3 separate regions of the Sus scrofa genome follow, and regions 2 and 3 are each linked to region 1. The links are chromatin contacts, called in public HiChIP or PLAC-seq maps. All regions are on one chromosome and are shown on one strand. The core of a region is the stretch at or near the end of the contact, and the rest is flanking DNA. Distances in the headings are between cores, read along the strand shown.

Region 1 (4,104 bases), core at 1,111-3,610:
AAGAGCTATGGCCCCTGCTCTCATGGAATTTACAGTCTAGAGTATTTTCATTTTATAATTGCATTGATTTTAATTAAAACAGATTTTTCCAGCTTTACTGAGACATAATTGACATATAGTAATGACTTGAAGAAAGTAGAATAGCTGCAATAATGCATAAGAAGTTGACCTAAGTGTTCTGTATAGAACATGCACATACAGTGAGTGAGATTTGAAAATTGTGTTGTCTTTGTGCAGAAAGGAGGTGAGTGGCAGGCAGCGGAATATCTGGGAGAAAGATAATATAATCTCAAGTGCCTGGTGAAATAGTAGCTGCTCAAATTAAAATCACAGTTTTAAGCACTTTTCTTGGAATACCCCCATTTATTCATTATAACAACTCTCATTATCTCCATTCCTGAGTGGAAACAGATTAAATAATTTGCCCAAAGTAGGGGAGGCAGGATTATAGCCCAGGTAATCGGAGTTCAAATTAGGCACTTGCCAGGTGGAGGAGGGAAACAGGAAGCCGTTGTGGGAAAGGGGAATCGCTAAAACAAACAAAAAACAGAATTCTGGGCTTTCTATCCTGTTCCACTGATCTATATGTCTGTCTTTGTGCCAGTACCTTATGGTTTTGATGATTGTTGCTTTGTAGTATAGTCTGAAGTCAGGGAGCCTGATTCTTTCAGCTCCATTTTTCTTTCTCAGGCTATCTTTGGCTATTCTGGGTCTTTTGTGCTTCCAAACAAACTTTAAACTATTTTGTTCGAGTTCTGTGAAAAACGTCCTTGGTAATTAGATAGGGATTGCATTGAATCTGTAGATTGCCTTGGGTAGTATAGTCATTTTGATAGCATTGAGTCTTCCAATCCAAGAGCATGATATGTCTTTCCATCTATTTGTGTCATATTTGATTTCTTTCATCAGTGTCTTATTGTTTTCAGAATACAGGTATTTTGTCTCTTTAGGTAGGTTTACTCCTAGGTATTTTATTCTTTTGGATGCAATGGTAAATGGGATTGCTTCCCTAATTTCTTTCTGATCTTTCATTGTTAGTGTATAAAGATGCCGTTGATTTCTGCAACATCTTCTCAGATCCACCTCTTAGAGTAATGTCAGTAAAAACAAAACTAGGAGTTGCCATCGTGGCGCAGTGGTTAACTAAATCCGACTAGGAACCATGAGGTTGCAGGTTCGATCCCTGGCCTTGCTCAGTGGGTTAAGGATCCAGCATTGCTGTGAGCTGTGGTGTAGGCCGGTGGCTACAGCTCCAATTCGACCCCTAGCCTGGGAACCTACATATGCCGCGGGAAGCGGCCCTAGAAAAAGGCAAAAAAAGATTTTTCTCCCATTTGTAAAGACATGGAAACAACCTAGATGTCCATCGACAGAGGAGTGGATCAAGAAGATGGGGTACATATACACAATGGAATATTACTCAGCCATTAAAAGGAACGAAATACTGGCATTTTTAGCAACATGAATGGACCTAGAAATGATCATGCTAAGTGAAGTCAGTCAGACACTGAGACACCAACATCAAATGCTTTCACTGACATGTGGAATCTGAAAAAAGGACAGAATGAACTTCTGTGCAGAACAGATATTGACTCACAGCCTTTGAAAAACTTAAGAGTTTGCAAGGGAGACAGTTGCGGGGGGTGGAGGATGTGCTGGGGTTGTGGGCTGGAAATCCTATAAAAATGGATTGTGACGATCATTGTACAACTATAAATGCAATAAATCCATTGAGCAATAATTTTTTTTTCTTTAAAAAAAATAAATAAATAACCACCTTGTTACCTTCCAGAAAGGATTAAAATCAGCCGTGCTGAGAATGAGCCCCGTGTGGTTGGTGCGCGGAAGCGCACTGCCTGTGTAACTATTTCGGCTGACGGATGACATCCCTGCCACACGCCGCTCGGCGAAATCGCTTCTTAGCGGATTAACCGTGAGGTGCAGGGACAGTCTACGTGCAGGCGCACGTGGCACTCTCTGCCTTAGGTCCGGGGACTTTCCCCTAGGCGTAAATAAGGAACTAGTCCCTCGTTTGTAGCCTAGGAAACAGGCCTTCAGCACGAGCTTCACTGGTGGGTGGGCTCCTGTAACCTTTTATAGCTGGAAGAAAAAATTTATTTTATGATTAGGGTGAGGATGTGGACTAGTGTGGGAAACCACTTTATCGCATACTCTTCTAAGGTTGTAAGCTTCTGGACACTTTCTGGCTAACCGAATCCCTAAATGGAGATAAGAAATGAACTAATTTCTAAAATAAACTAAGCTGGGCTCCCGGTCCTATGCAAATAAATCCTGGCCCCGCCCATACGCTAGGTGGGCGTGACCTTCCAGGGAGGCCCGGAGCGGAACGGGCTCCAGGGCGCGCGTGCGCGTGCGCATGGGCGCGTGCGGCCAACGCCGGCTCCTCCCAGGTTCTCCTGTAGTCCGCCTGCAATGGCTAGCGTGGTCTCGCTAGCGGGTGCGGTGGGGCTGCTACTTATGTCTGCGCTGCCCGAGGTCCTCGGAGACCGCTCCAGCCCCGACCGCCCGGCACACCCAGGTACCACCGAGGTCTGTTAGAGGGAGGCAGGGACTGCCTACCGGCCCCAACCCCCAGCTCTACTGACCCGCCTCTGCCCTCCTCAGGAGACGCCGCCCAGGTCGGCCCCGAGGCCACAGAACTCCGGCGGCGGTCGCCGCCGCCCAAGGATCAGCGCGACCCAGCTCGAGCCGGGGCGTTGCCCTTGGGGGCGCTGTACACCGCGGCCGTCGTGGCTTTTGTGCTGTACAAGTGTTTGCAGGTGCGGGACGACGAGAGGAGGGAGGGGATGCCCGGGTTCTGAATCTCCCGTTGGGTCCCTATGGTACCAAGAACAAGACTCATTTTCCTGTCCATCTGTAAAGTGAAGACCTGAGTCCTCTGGGTTTCCAGCCTTATGAGATTATTTTGAGTAGCTATCGAGGTGAATGGCACTTGATAAATTGTAAATAAATAATGACCATCCCATTTAATCCTCCCATCAATCCAATGTAGGGGTTAGTCACTTGCTCAAGGTCACCCAGAGCTAGTAACTGGTGGAACTGGGACTTGAACCCAGCGACTGTCCATACTACAGTGAGTGCGGTTCCTGGTAAGATTCCAACCTTGGCACGAGCAGCTGATTACTTAGCCAAAGTGTTTTTAGAGTTCGAGGTACCAAGCAGTCTCAAGTTCTTGGGAAGGAGGCTCTGAAATGTGAACTGATAGTACATTTTGGTAGATTCAAACTGTTGAAATGGAACGTAGTACCTCCCAGGGCTCTGACTTTAGCCGTATCACTTAATTGCATTGGGAAATAGAGGGCTGAGCCAATTTGGAGATAGGAAACTAGGAAGGATAGCTAACCATGATTCATAATAAGACTGGACAAGCTAGGATGAGGGCTGGACAAGCTAGGATGAGGGACTGAATATAATGATGAAATTCAACATAGATAGATAATACTTTTTTTTTTCTTTTTTTTTTTTTTGTATTTTCCAGGGCCACACCCTCAGCATATGGAGGTTCCTGGGCTAGGGGTCTAATCGGAGCTGTAGCCTTCAGCCTACGCCAGAGCCGCAGCAACACCAGAACCGCAGCAACCCCAGATCTGAGCTGAGTCTGCGACCTACACCACAGCTCACGGCAATGCCGGATCCTTAACCCACTAAGTGAGGCCAGGGATCGAACCTGCAACCTCATGGTTCCTAGTCAGATTTGCCAATGGCTGAGCCACGAGGGGAACTCCAGATAATAAATTCTATTCTTGGACCCAAATATAGTCTGGAAGAAACATAATTTAACAGCAATTTATTGATTAATGAGGTTCAGTTGTGTGATGTGACAGCCCACTTCCCAAATCAATGCTAGGAAGAAGGTATTTTGTTCTTTATCTTCTGATTAGAACCCTGCGGGGGAATTCTATTGAGGGCACAACTTTAAGAGCACTATATCCTTTTTTTTTTTTTTTTTTTTGCTTTTTTTGCTTTTTAGGGCCGCACCCAAGGCATGTGGAGGTTCCCAGGCTAGGGGTCGAGTAGGAGCTACAGCTGCTGGCCTACAGCATAGCAATGCAGAATCCAAGCAGCATCTAGGACCTACACCAC
Region 2 (4,104 bases), core at 857-3,356, 500 kb before region 1:
ACTGAAGACCAGCCCTTCTCTCTCCCATTTCAGCTGTGACAAGGGACGACATCCTCCTGCCACTTCTGGCTCTTTGGGGGAGGTCGAGTTCAGCCCCTCCCCAATGGTGATGGTAAATCCACAGCATACCCTTTTTCTGGTATTTGGGGGTTGCTAAGTAAGGATCTCAGCAATCACATTACCTTGGCCTGTCGAACTAGCTGGTCATTCTTTTCCCTCCACAGATCCAGGCAGCTGTCATGGGATGTTGAAGAGCCCAGAAGGGTCTTGTGAGCCATGGTGGCCGAGGCTGGGCCCGGACACCTGAAAGGGACTGCTGAAGGGTAAGCCTGCCCCCCCCACCCCGCCCCCGGAAGGCCCCGCTGAGCGGGGAGGGGTCCGTGCACTTCCGCACCCCGCCGAGGCTCCTTTGTTCCCCTCGGGGTTCCAAATCAGGGCAGCCTGCCCTTCCCCGCAGAAACGAACTGTCTTCTAGCTGACCTCCGGGACTTTCACTCCCGCCTCTTCCACCCTCGCCTCTGGCTGGCCGGGCCAGCAAAACGCTCGGCCGCGGTTGGTCGCCTTCAAGAGTTACTCTCCGCGGAAAACTCCAGGAAGAAATAAACGAGTCGGGACTAGACTCGGGACCAGACCGGAGGGGAAGGCTGAGGCGGGCCAGAGGCTGGAGGCGTGTCTGAGTGGAGAAGTCGTACGGCTCGCCGTCCGGCCTGCGCGGCCCTCCCGGAGGCCAAAGCCTTGTAGTTGATCTCCGTAGCGGAATTCGCGGATCGCAGCGGGCCGGCCAGGCCTGTCCCAGACTTCCCTCGCCGCGGAGCGCTGATCCGCGCGACGCAGGCTGGGAGTTGTAGTACCGCCGGTGGCCGCCACGAAAAGTCCGTCCCCAGCAGAAACTGTCTCCAAAAAGAACTGACTGGAGATGGAGGCCCTCGGTAATCGGCCCAACCTGTCTCTGCTCACCATGGAGCACCAGCACACTCACCACAGTCTGCTCAACCCCATGGAGCCCGACTACCTGGCAGCGCAGCCCTGTGCTTGAGCAGTCTGCACTGCCAGAACGTACCTGCCCAATCCTTTCAACAGCTGTAGGTAGAACTGGAGATCCGAATGCAAAAAAGAGACAAACTGCGACCCTTACCATCCATAAGGTCAACTCAAAATGGATAAGCTGGATCTCACTAAAAGTAAAAACTCTTGTGCTACAAAGATAGCATCAAGAAAATTCAAAGATGTGCAATGAGATCCTGCTGTGTAGCACTGGGAACTGTATCTAGTCAGGTATGATGGAGCATAATATGCAAAAACAGAATGTGTACATGTATGTGTAACTGAGTCACCATGCTGTACAGTAGAAAAAAAATTGTATTGGGGAAATATCAATTAAAAATAAATAAATAAAATAATTTGAAGAGAACTGAAAAAAAAAAAAAAAGAAAATTCAAAGATGTAAGTCAAAGCATTAGGCAGATTAGGCAGTACACCTTAAACTTATCCAGTGATGTATGCCAACTATATCTCACAAAGCTGGGGGGGCAAAGGAAATTCAAAGATGTCAACTATACCTCAATTAAGAAGAAATAAAAGAAAATTTAAAGTCATCACAAAGTGGGAGAAATTATTTGCAAACCATATAGCTTATCACTTTTCTTTCTTTCAGTAGTCTCATCTCCTCCTGTCTTGGGCCCCCTCAAACCTCAAACCCTAGTCCTGACCTTTCTTCTCAGTACCTATTCCCCATTCCTTTGATGGACGTTTCCATGAGGATTTCATACCAGCGCTTCAACATAACAAAGAAGTAGTGAGGTAGATGGAAGGCACAGGAGACATGCGAGTGGAACGTTAGATTCATACAGTTTTGGCTTCAAGTCAGAGGTCGCTGGGACAAAGTGGAACACTGTTAGATGGGCAAGTAGGTCTGATAAAAGGTTGGAAAACTAGGGAGGCCTCCACAGAAGTGAAAAGCAAAGGGTATTCTAAAGTGAAAGGAGGAGTTCCCGCCATGGCTCATCGGAAATGAACCTGACTAGCATCCGTGAGGACACAGGTGTGATCCCTGGCCTTGCTCAGTGAGCTGTGGTGGAGATCACAGATGCGGCTGGGATCCTGCGTTGCTGTGGCTGTGGCATAGGACAGCAGCTACAGCTCTGATTCAACCCCTAGCCTGGGAACCTCCATATGCCACAAATGAGGCCCTAAAAAGACAAAATAAATAAATAAATAAATAAAAGTAAAAGGACACAGTTGAGAAGGAGACACATTACTACTGGGGCCTGAGACAATGGAAGTCAATGTGTTCCGTGATGCCTGGGCTTGTCTTTTCAGGCATCTCTGTTACTGGCCAAAATGAAAGAATTCAATAAAATATATTGCCTGGCAAAGGAAAATGGTAGGTCGAATAATAGTAGTAATTCAGGAAGAGGTGGGAGAAGTGAACTCCGACAACAGTAACCACTTTCCAAAGGTTCTCTGGTACAGCCAGGTCTGCATAAGATGACTGATCCCATCTGTGCCTGGGAGAGGGGAGACTGACTCTCCCCCTCCCCCCATAGTATCCCCTACAGGACAGGGGGGGCTCCCCTACACCTCAGACACACATATTTACATTGTTATTTTATTCTGCTTAGGAGACAGCCCCCCAGTCCCTCAGATATCCAGAGCAGGAGTCAGGGATTAGGCCCCACTATGATTTTGAGTTACAAAATGATGAAGTCCCAGATACCAGTAGCTCCTGGCTACATGACGGTAAGAGGTATGACTGAGCCTCTCTTGCAGATGATCCAGCACCCGTATAGACCAGGCTAGATTGTTCTCCAGCTCTCTGGTGGGACAGAACTAACTGCCTGAACCAAGAGCTCACAGCACCATCCACTCGCATCACCAAAGCTATGCCCAGGCAAAGTCCCACGCTGCTCACAATGAAGCCCATGGCCTCAAAAATGAACCTGCAAAGAAAGGTGGAGAATCCCAAATGCCCCAGTAACTCCAGATCCTCTTCCCTGTGAGACAAAACCTTGTCCACTCTGGATGTTCATTGTTTGCTCCAAGCTTCACCCTCTCCCACACCGATACTTGGGAAACAACCTCACTCACTTGGGGGCAAACACCTTCCAGACCATGAGATGCCTGCGGAGGATGGAGGCTGCCAAGGCACTGGCCAGAATCTAAAGGAAGAGAGGAGGAATCAAGTTATTCAGGAAGGGGAGGAGGAGGCAGATCAAATAGAGAGTTGCCATAGACCCATATGAAGAATGTGAGGGGAGGGAGTTCCCGTCGTGGCGCAGTGGTCAACGAATCCGACTAGGAACCATGAGGTTGCGGGTTCAATCCCTGACCTTGCTCAGTGGGTTAAGGATCCGGCGTTGCCGTGAGCTGTGGTGTAGGTTGCAGACGCGGCTCGGACCCCGCATTGCTGTGGCTCTGGCGTAGGCCAGTAGCTACAGCTCCAATTCGACCCCTAGCGTGGGAACCTCCATATGCCGCGGGAGCGGCCCAAAGAAATAAGCAAAAAGACAGAAAAAAAAAAAAAAAAAAAAAAAAAGAATGTGAGGGGAGGAAAGTAGTGCATGTGAGTGAAAAAAATCCTGGGCTTGGAGTTAGGAGACCTAATTCTTTTCCTGGCTCCATCATGACGTGCTCCGTGATCTTGGGCAAGCACTATTCATCTGTGCTGCTGACACTCAGGCTTGGCCTCCAGGATGGAGGAAATGTCAGAGTCACACCTTCTGCCTCTGAAGGAAAGGCGGATCCATGATCACAGCTTGGGAAAGAATCCTCAGCTTTTCCATTAATGGAGAAATCCCCAAATGCAAGCATCAGGGTCCAGATCTAGCTTGCAGAGAGGAAATAATCCAAGACTAGGATGAAGGAGACCCAGATTCTGCCATTTGAGACCACTGGCCTTTGGCAACCACTTCATTTATCTATACCTCAGTCAAGGCTCCTTCCTAGAGTTTTGGCAAAGTATGAAAGAAAAAATGTGACATCACTAACTCTAGGATCTCTCTCCTGCACCCACCTGAATACCAAGGACAAAGAGGTACTTGAGGCCCAGCTGCAGCAGCGCTGCATTGAAGTGGTGAGGCGCATCCCGGAGCCGCATCTCCATCA
Region 3 (4,104 bases), core at 416-2,915, 470 kb before region 1:
CCCCAAGGCTTTGTCTGGCCTCAGCACCCCCTCCTCCCCACCAACCCGTCTCTCAGCCAGAGGAGGCTGGCTTGGGGCCCCTTTCAGCAACACTGTCACACTCATTCAGCCACTGTGTGGAAAACAGGGCTTTCCCACCCTGTCCCAGCCAGCCCAGGGGCAAAATGAACTCTGGCCCTACACCAGGTCCCCTCAGGGAACCAGAGGAGCCCCCAAGTGGACTAGGCCCTAGTCTCAGTTTTGACAGTCAGCTTCCAGGTCAGGAGTATGGGGAGCCATTCCTTCTTCCTCCCCCAGCAGAGGCTGCAACCTCACATCCCTTCTCAAGTTCAAATGACAATAGTGACCCACCTCTCCAAACATGCATCAAAGACCCTTAGTACTTATTATTTTCCCCTCCTACAGACACCCAGAATTTTTGACGGTCGCAATGTTACCTACCCAGGAGAAGGAAAAGTGTGGGGAAATTTCATTTGTGGCAAGTGGTAAAAATGTGTCTACCATTCACTTGGGGGCCTGCTGGGAAAGACCTTGGTAGTAGTGAGGGTGGGGTCTGGGCCTTGCTGCTAATTATTAGGTCTCTGGCCACTGAGTACAAAGTCTGGGGCAGGCACAGCTCCTAGACATGCAAGGACCGGGCCAGGCCCCAGGGCGAGGAAGGAAGTGGGAAATGAGCACACCCAGAACATAAGGGCAGAGCAAAGTGGGGGAGGTGGGGGAAGACAGGGACCAAGGCAAGCTTCTAGAAGGAACAGGAACTAGAGTGGGGGGTTAACAGGAACAGAATGGGGGAAGGGTCCCCAGAGACACCAACGAAGGGGGAAAAAAAGAAACCAAAAAACCCAGACTCAGCCAGACAGATCCAGAGCTGCCTGAGAAGGTCGCACAAGCCCTAGTGGCAAGTGGGGCCTAGATCCTCTCTAAGAGTGCTCAGGCCTGAAGGTGGAGTTAGGAGTTGAGGAGCCAGGAGCACTGCAGACGGGCTTCTTCACCCCAGCAATTTCATCACCCTCATTCCTAAAACACAGGACACAAACATCTTCCTGGAATCTCTATAATGCCCCCACACTTTCTCAAAGCACTAGGGGTTCTTCCCTCCCCAGCTGGGGCCTGCAACCCCTTCCCTTCGCAGAGTGCCCACAGCCCCATCCCTTCTTCCTCCACACAGGCCATCTGTCCCTCCCACACTCTGGACCACCAGCCCTTCTCCATCACACAACACCCCCTCTTCCCTTTCCCCCTAAGCTCCTTCAGAGTCCCTCCTCCTCAAGTATCTTCTCCAACCCTCCACTTCAAGATAAAGACTTCACCCCCTACCTAGTACTTCCCACCCTCACAAAGCACTCCCGCCCCTCCCCCACAAGGGCTACCGGAGAATGCACCTCCTAGCCCACACAGTGAGCCCCAGCTCCTCCCCTAACTCTGCTTTACTCCACCCTACCCCAGCATTTCTCCCAATTCTCTCCTTCCCTAAAGCGATCCCCACCTCCTCATGTCTGCCCAAGCGCACCCCGGTCCTTGTCCCTTCTTCCACACGCACCCCACCCCACACCTGCAGTTCCGTGAGTCCCGCTGCACCTGGGGAGGTAGTGGATTGGGGCAGTTACACAGCTGCCCCAGCTGCAGCCTCCTCCGGCAAACCTCGCCCCTTTGGTGCGAGCCCCGCCCCCGCAACGACAAGACCCACCCTCCCCCTGTCCCACCTCCCACCTTCCCCCCCCACCCCGCTTGTCCTTTTTCCTAGTTTCTGTAATTCCTGGGGCTCCTCCCCTGTAATACAGGTCCCGCCCCCTCTAAGGCCCCGCCCCTTCTCGTCTTCTCGGCGTCTCCCCATTGAACACTGCTTGCCCGTCGTCCCCTCCAATCCCCGCCCCTTTTTGGTCTCCTTGCTTGTCACTAGGACCCGCCCACTCGGATTCCAGCCTGGCAGAACCGGTGCCAAGCTCCTTTCCAACGCTAGCCCCCTCAGATCTCTGAGCCTCTTCTCCCCCCGCCCCTTCTCCCACTAGCCTCACCCCGGCGCCCGCTCTCCAGCCGGGAACCGCTGGCTCTGATTGGTGGTGGTGGTCCCAATGGATGGTGGAGGAGACAAAGTGATGGCTGCAGGTCGCCTGAGGTCCCACCCCGGCCACGTGCGGCTTCTGTGATGACAGGTTTAGATGGGCGGGGCATGTGCCCTCTGTGTGAGGCCTAGGCTGACCGGATTAGGCTGGAGGTGGGGAGCCAGAGCCAGGGTCAAAGCGTTAGCCTGAAGGCGCCGAGCCTGAATGAGGCCCTCTCAAGCTTTTGCGCTGGTGTGAGCAGCCTGCGGAACTTGAGCCTCTTAGTGAAGCCGTCTGCGTTAGCGCGTGTATTTGCCTTAATGGGGGAGGTCTGTGGGACTTGCAAAGTAGCACAAGGGGTCTCAGGGTTCTGTAAAAATGCGCAAATCTGGTTGACGGGGTCTCAACTCTGTGAGGATGAATAATTTCTGCAGCCTACTCTGTTCAAGAGAGTCTGAATTCTGGGAGACAAGAAGTAAGAGTCAGATGTGTACCTGTAGAGATAGGTCAGAGAGTCGTCTGTGAAATTCATGAGCCTAAGTGTTACTACAGAGTAAGGGGAGCCTGCAATCACTGAAGAAAAGTAGAGCCTTTGCTTTGCACGTGTCAAATCAACTATGTGACAGGAGTTCTGTTGTGGCTCAGCGGTAACTAACCCGACTAGTATCCATGAGGATGCAGGTTCAGTCCCTGGCTTTGTTCAATCCTATGGGTTAAGGATCTGGTGTTGCTGTGGGCTGTGGTGTAGGCTGGCAGCTGCGGCAGCTCTGATTTGACCCGTAGTCTGGGAATTTCCATATGCCGTGGGTGCGGCCCTTTAAAAAAAAGGCAAAACAAAACACAACAAAACAAAAACTATGTGACATTTACACTTCTGTAATTTAATTAGCGTTTGATTCTACTCTCCAACTTCCCGCAACCCTTTGGGTTCTGGAGATAGCAATGGGGAGTCGATGCTTGCCAGCTACCGGTAGATGGCAGCACAGGGCCCTTGCAGAACTCAGAGCTTCTCTGTGGAGTTGGCAGTGCTGAGGACTATGAAGGATCAGACCTGTTAAATTTCTCTCTAAGTCTCAGATTCTTTAGGTCCCTGTGACTTTCTTTCTGTGAGTCGTTAAGATGCTTTTTACTGAACACCAAATGGTGTGCTAGGCAAAAAGTGAAAAAGAAACAAAATTTTTCTGCCCTGATGTGGCTTGTTTGTTTGTATCATCATACAAATACCTGTATAATCCTAGAGAGAGTAAAGTTGGAAGGGTTTTGTGTAGTGAAAAAAGCTCAAAGTTTGAGGTCACTGTGTTTGGCTCAGAACTTTGTTTTTTTGTTTGTTTGCTTGCTTGCTTTTTAGGATCGAACCTGTGGCATATGGAATTTCCCAGGCTAGGGGTTGAATTTGAGCAGCAGCTGCCAGCTTATGCCGCAGCCACAGCAATGGTGGGACCCAAGCCATGTCTTCAACCTACACCACAGCTCATGGCAACGGATCCTTAACCCACTGAATGAGACTAGGGGTCCCTCACAGATACCAGTCAGGCTGAGCCACAATGGGAACTCCCTCTTGTTTTTTAACAGCCACACTTGTGGCATATGGAAGTTCCCAGGCCAGAGATTGAATCTGAGCCACACCTCTGACCTATGCTGCAGCTGCAGCCACAGCAACGCCGGATGTACCCACCCATACCTCTGCATGGACCCAGATTGCTACAGTCAGATTCTTAACCCACTGTGCCACAATGAGAACTCCAAGTCTAGCCTCTAGTTCTAACAATATAGAGATATCTTCAAGGTTGTGGATCAAATAATCTCTAGATTTTTAAACAAAGGTCTCTTTGGAAATGTGTAGGAGATTATTAAGAGGTGCAGCCCCAGAGTTCTCCCGTGGTGCAGCATGTTAAGGATCCAGCATTGTCACTGCAGTAGCTAATTTCGCTGCTGTGGTGTAGGTTCAATCGCTGGCCCTAAAACTTCCACATGCCATAGGCACAACCAAAAAAAAAAAAAAACCCCAAAAAACAAAAAAGATATGCAGCTTTTTTCTCTTGAGGAGATAAGTGTTCTTTCT

What was found. HiChIP or PLAC-seq counts read pairs in DNA pulled down with a chosen protein or histone mark.
Region 2: a contact with region 1 is called in an H3K27ac HiChIP or PLAC-seq map of alveolar macrophages. The contact joins the promoter of FANCG here to the promoter of CCDC107 in region 1. A contact is called at or near these places in 2 of 5 promoter capture datasets (fetal liver and liver) and 1 of 2 datasets of contacts at active chromatin or transcription factors (alveolar macrophages).
Region 3: a contact with region 1 is called in an H3K27ac HiChIP or PLAC-seq map of alveolar macrophages. The contact joins the promoter of FAM214B here to the promoter of CCDC107 in region 1. A contact is called at or near these places in 3 of 5 promoter capture datasets (fetal liver, fetal skeletal muscle and liver), 4 of 47 Hi-C or Micro-C datasets (embryonic fibroblasts, fibroblasts, heart right ventricle and 1 more) and 2 of 2 datasets of contacts at active chromatin or transcription factors (alveolar macrophages and skeletal muscle).

What each region holds. Positions count from the first base shown.
Region 1 is chr1:236,378,212-236,382,315 of Sscrofa11.1, forward strand. CCDC107 (coiled-coil domain-containing protein 107) reads left to right here and starts at 2,361. Exons shown (of 6, transcript XM_005660223.3): 1 at 2,361-2,539; 2 at 2,626-2,780. The coding sequence starts at 2,434. It overlaps LOC106509199 (a long non-coding RNA gene), which reads right to left. Exons shown (of 2, transcript XR_001306517.2): 2 at 1,799-2,100.
Region 2 is chr1:235,877,498-235,881,601 of Sscrofa11.1, forward strand. FANCG (Fanconi anemia group G protein) reads right to left here and starts at 2,107. Exons shown (of 14, transcript XM_003121983.6): 1 at 183-2,107. The coding sequence starts at 278. PIGO (GPI ethanolamine phosphate transferase 3) reads right to left here. Exons shown (of 10, transcript XM_021065447.1): 9 at 3,088-3,158; 10 at 2,593-2,939. The coding sequence ends at 2,928.
Region 3 is chr1:235,905,477-235,909,580 of Sscrofa11.1, forward strand. FAM214B (protein FAM214B) reads right to left here and starts at 1,666. Exons shown (of 9, transcript XM_013986310.2): 1 at 1,579-1,666.